Regions from separate parts of the Astyanax mexicanus genome. Here region 2 is linked to region 1. Evidence: chromatin contacts called from public Hi-C data. All regions are on one chromosome and are shown on one strand. The core of a region is the stretch at or near the end of the contact, and the rest is flanking DNA. Distances in the headings are between cores, read along the strand shown. Region 1 holds the start of srsf6a (serine and arginine rich splicing factor 6a). Region 2 holds the start of aar2 (AAR2 splicing factor).

Region 1 (2,725 bases), core at 24-2,523:
TGTACGCACTTTCACCATTTAATAAAAGCCGATTCAATAAAAGCTTCTTCTGACTGACGGAAACCTGCAGAAATGTGCTTTTATTCTTTCATCTTTTTATTTTTTTTGTGTTATGTTTACGTAGAAGCAATAATATTGTAACATTGCGATATGCAATATCAAATCAGATGTAAGACTTACTGTTTAAAGGGGCACTAAACACTAAGTCAAATTTCAAAAATGTTTTTACATTAACGAAAATATTTGTTAAATAAGGAGAAATCAATCAGTTATAATACAATTATTATTATATAATTTATTAAGTATATTAAATTAAATATAATGAATTAAATGAACATTTATATTAATTTCATACTGAACAGACTGACATTTGAAGGAAATAATTTATCAAATCCCACTGATCACTGAATTAAGTAAAAAAAGGTATTGAACTGATGGAATGGATTATTATTAATAACTGTGAAAAATCATTAAATCATCATTGGTTATTACATTAATTAAAATATTTGTTAAATCAAGAGAAATGTATAATTTATAATAAAATTATAAAAATAATAATTTAGTAAATTAAATAGAAAGAAATTGTTAATTAAACCTTTTTTTATTTAATAATTTTACACTAAAGTGAACAGAATATTATGAGTAAACACTTAAGGGAACAGATTATGACATTTGAAAGAAATAATAATCTATGAAGTTTAACTGATCATTGAATTGAGTAAAAAAAGGGATTGAACTGATGGACTGGATTATTACAGCTAATTGTTGTAAATCATCATTGTTTTGCATTGACAAATTTTACAATTATTTGTTAAATCAGGGGAAATTAATAATAATTTATATACTATTAAAAGAACAGTTAAAAGAAAAAAAGATTATGACATTTGTTTTGAAAATATTTTATTAAGCTGTTAGATTTAGAAAATAATTTAGGGAATAAATAAATTGAGGGAAATTATTTTACAGTCATTGTTTATTAATTTTTATTGAAAAAGATTTGTTTAATAGGGCGTTTTAACGATTATTTGTAAGTCTGAATTAGAGTTAAGTACGTTGGTGTTCAGTGTGTAGTGTAGTTTAAGAGTCAGACTCTTATTTTGAAGGGTCGGGGTAGCAGTGGGAGGAGCGTGGTGGTAGTGGTGTGTGTAGTGTAGTGTAGGAGTCAGACTCTTATTTTGAAGGGTCGGGGCAGCAAAAGGCGGAGCATGTTAGTGGTGTATGTATTGTAGCGTAGGAGTCAGACTTTAATTTTGAAGGGTTGGGGGAAGCAGTGGGCGGAGCCTGGTGGTGGTGGGGGTCTTTGGGCCGCGGTTCTGGTTCTGCGGGCCTGTGCTGAAGCTGCTGCCGACATGCCACGGGTTTATATCGGCCGTTTGAGCTACCACGTCCGGGAGAAGGACATCCAGCGGTTCTTCAGCGGCTACGGGAAGCTGCTGGAGGTGGATCTGAAGAACGGGTAACCGCACCGACTCTTACCGCTGCAGGAGAGCCCCAGCGCGGCGTGGCGCTGCACGATTTCGCCGCGGCCAGAACCGCGGATTATACAACACTACAACCTCCTGCCTTATATAAGCGAGAATATCAGCAGCGCGGCGGGACGCGAGTTAGCAATTCTACCTTAAATAGTGCATTGCGATACATGGGCTTGTTAAGGTGGAACGGAAAATTCGGGAACTTCGGTGTCCTACTTAAGATTCTCCTATTTTATTCACTTATAATCCCGATTTAAATGTTTAATTTCGCTTTATATTCGTTTTTAAAAAGTGCAGGCCATCAAATTATAGTTTATATAATGTAAAAATATTTAAATTTTGTAAATAGTTTATTATAATAAATAACATATATGAAATTGCATATCATATCGGGGTGTGCGATATGGCCTTGAAATAATATCACGATATTATATGGTATTTTCGTGATAACGATACTCTTGGTGATATGATAAAACACCAAAAAAAAAAAAAAAATTAAAGTGTATTATAGGGGTGATATGTTTGTGATAACGATATACTTGGCGATAAAGGAAAACTAAAATAATGAATTCATTTCAAGAAAATAGTTTAATAGTATAACAGAATAATCATAATGTGGCAAAATAAATAATATTGCATAAAATTATATAATGCAGCAAATAATATTGCAGAATATTTAGTGCATGCATATAAACTGCAAACTAAAACAACTATACAATAAATACACCTAAAGCTTCACAGTAAATAATAGACTACTTTTTAGACAGAACATCTCTATTATCACAGTATGAGTTTTTAATATCGTGATATTTCTGTGTCACGATATATTGTATACGATATAATATTGCCCACCCCTAGTGTATTATTGCATACAATATGATATGATATACACCCCTAACTGAGATATTAAACTAATACAAGAATTTTATCAGATTTGTAACAGAAGTCAGTGATCCATAATGATCAGTCATGATACTAATAATAATGCAAATATATCCAGGATTAAAGTAAAATAAACGATATGTTTTATATATATATATATATATATATATATATATATATATATATATATATATATATATATATATATATATATATATATAAAGGAGAAATGAGATAAGTGTGAATTTTTCTTTTGCTAAAAACAGCAAAAAAAAAAAGGACTCTATTGGTGTAGCGCATGATAATTACCCAGACCTGGTACCCTAGTCTCCATGCTTCATGCTTCCCTCTGCTGACAAATTTTATAGAGA
Region 2 (2,879 bases), core at 43-2,542, 230 kb before region 1:
ACAACTTATTCCTATAGGTTTATTTCTATTACAGAGGTGGACCAATCTTTTGTTAGGAGTCCTGCCCAAGGACTTGTACCCAGACCTGGAATTGAACCTCAGTCTCCCATATAGTAGCTCAAAGGCAGGTGGTGTTATCCACTGCACCACATCAAACACTTAGATCGGTGCTGGACGATAATTACTTTTACTTTTTTAGAATCATCATCTACATATTTTTAACAGATATTTGCTGGTATATTAATTGGAACACTGGAAAAGGACCAGGCGATGCTTGCGGTGCTACTAAGCAATCCATGCATCCAATCTATCTATCCACCAATCTATCATAGACTCATCTATTCATCCATCCATCTATAATCTACCATCTATCCATTAACTGATCCACACATATACCATCCATCCATTCACCCACCCATCTATGTATCCATCCATCATCTACCCATCTATCCACCAATCTATCAATTCCCCATCTAGCCATCCATCAATCAATTCTTTCATCCATCCATCTACTTGACCATTCATATACTTATCCATCTAAACATTCCTCTATTCATCCATGCATCTACTTATCCATCTATCCATTCATCTACTCGTCCATCTAAACATTCATCTATTCATCCACCCATTCATATATCCATCTACCCATCCATCTAGCCATTCATCTACTTATTTATCTACTTATTCATCTACCATCCATTTATTTATCCATCTACCCATCCATCAACCCATTCATCTATCCATCTACCCATTCATCTATTCATTCACCCATTCATCTACCCATTAATCTATCCATCTACTCATTCATCTATTCATCCACCCATTAATCTACCCATTAATCTATCCATCTACTCATTCATCTATCTATCTACTCATCCATCTATTTATTCATCCACACATGCATCTACCCATCCACCTATCTATTCATCCATCCATCCATCTATACATCTTTTAATGAGTGATGAACAGTTAAATAAAGCTCCAGCACAGTGAAATAATACGAAATACATGTGAGTAAAGCTTTTAATAAACTAAATCTCTCTCTAAACTGAACACACATGTACATCTACAGTAATCTATAAGAGAGTGGTAGAATTATTATAGTTAAATATTAACCGGCGCTGAAAAAATAAAGTCATTTATTTATCTAATAAATAGAAACAGATTTAATTAATAAGCGGATTTACCCGGACTTACTGCTGCAGTGCAGAGAATAGAGGAAATATTAAATACAGTAAATAAACACAGATCCAAACACACACCGTTCATACAACGCCAGCTACACTAAAAACTTCCGGTTCAAAAGCTCGACAAACTTCAAAATAAGAGTCAGAACAAAAAAATTACTTATATAAAATATGTATCTCCTGTTTGTATTCTATTTTCATATTTCATAGCCAGTACTGTGGACTTGCAGTGTAGAATACTACTACTACTTCTAATAATAATAATTATTATTATTATTAATTATTAGTGGGAACCACTTTCACCTAAAAGCACTGTAAATGTAGATTCAGAGCATCAACAATAACCGATTCTGTCTATTAAACAACGTAAATAAAGTTTAGTTTTTATTTTTGTGACAGTATTATATAATGAAATGAATAAAGAAATGCTTGTAAACATGAAATATGAAATAAATTATTACATTGAGAAATAGTTTTTTAATATACAAGCATACAAGTCTGCAAGTTTACATTACGATACATATTTTTCTTTTTTGTTTTAATGAAACTAACCAATACAAAAACTAATTCAAATATTTTTCTTTAATGCTTCTATACAGCGCCTCTTATGTATTCGTTTTCCGGTAAAGGACTTTTATTTTGTACGGAGACCTTTATTGTGCGAAGTGGCTTTTATTTTGTACGTTTCCGGCAGCTGGTGTAGTGTTAGCTTTGGGAGAAGCAGCAGCAGCAGATCCTCCAAACTTACCCCCCCCCACTCTCAGCTCAATACCTGCATTACCCTCTACCTGCGCACACCTGAGCTTCTGACCCGGATTACCGCGCGCGCGCAGCTCCAGCATGGGCTTCAGAAAGAAGAACAAGAGCCCCCCGGTTCTGAGCCACGAGTTTGTGATCCAGAATCACGCCGATATGGTTTCGTGTGTGGCGATGATCATCCTGCTGGGGCTGATGTTCGAGGTGAGCTTTAATCCGGGTTTAAACCGGTTAAACTGAGACTAAACCCCTGTTTTAAACCCCTGATTAACCAATCAATACTAAAACCCTCATTTAAACCACTCATTTGAACCCCTAATTAACCAATCAGAGCTAAACCTCTGATTTAAACCATTATTAACCATTCAGATATAAATCCCTGATTTAAACTCCTAATTACCCAATCAGAGCTAAACCACTGATTAACCAATCAGAGCAAAACTCCTAATTTAAACACTTGATTAACCAGTCAGAGCCCAGACCTATTCCTCAATACTGATACCCAATTATAATTTAGGCAGATAATTATCTGATTATAATTTAATAGCTAACAAATTAGTGCCCATTCCACCAATAGAAAGCTTATTAATGTTAACCAATAAGAGCACAGACCTATTTATAAATTCAGAGAGCAGCTCATCCATGATTGTTTCTTATTGTGGACACATGACTGTAAATATTTTAAGGTTAAAATCATGATCTAACATAAATAACAAGGATTTCTTTCAGTGCTATGTTACACAGCTTTAAAGGGTCTGCATTTTTGCAGGGTGTTCTCATTGGTTGCTTGGAATCCCTTCTTCTTGAATAGCACAGTTAGACATATCTACCCAACAAACAAATAAGTGCCCATTCCACCAGTAGAAAGCTTATCAATTTTAACCCATAAGAGCCTAGACCCATTTCATAAAATTGATGCCAAATCTTTTCTTTAAT

What was found. Hi-C and Micro-C count contacts between places; a contact is called where the count stands out from the background.
Region 2: a contact with region 1 is called in a Hi-C map of muscle, with 14 times the contacts expected there. The contact joins the promoter of aar2 here to the promoter of srsf6a in region 1. A contact is called at or near these places in 2 of 3 Hi-C or Micro-C datasets (both in muscle).

What each region holds. Positions count from the first base shown.
Region 1 is chr13:47,344,136-47,346,860 of AstMex3_surface, reverse strand. srsf6a (serine and arginine rich splicing factor 6a) reads left to right here and starts at 1,273. Exons shown (of 6, transcript XM_022676780.2): 1 at 1,273-1,456. The coding sequence starts at 1,350. It overlaps arl6ip5b (ADP-ribosylation factor-like 6 interacting protein 5b), which reads left to right. Exons shown (of 3, transcript XM_049463171.1): 3 at 1-63.
Region 2 is chr13:47,569,837-47,572,715 of AstMex3_surface, reverse strand. It overlaps aar2 (AAR2 splicing factor), which reads right to left and starts at 1,292. Exons shown (of 4, transcript XM_007237649.4): 1 at 1,188-1,292. The coding sequence starts at 1,269. It overlaps zgc:113278 (Translocating chain-associated membrane protein 1-like 1-like), which reads left to right and starts at 1,888. Exons shown (of 11, transcript XM_022676776.2): 1 at 1,888-2,147. The coding sequence starts at 2,028.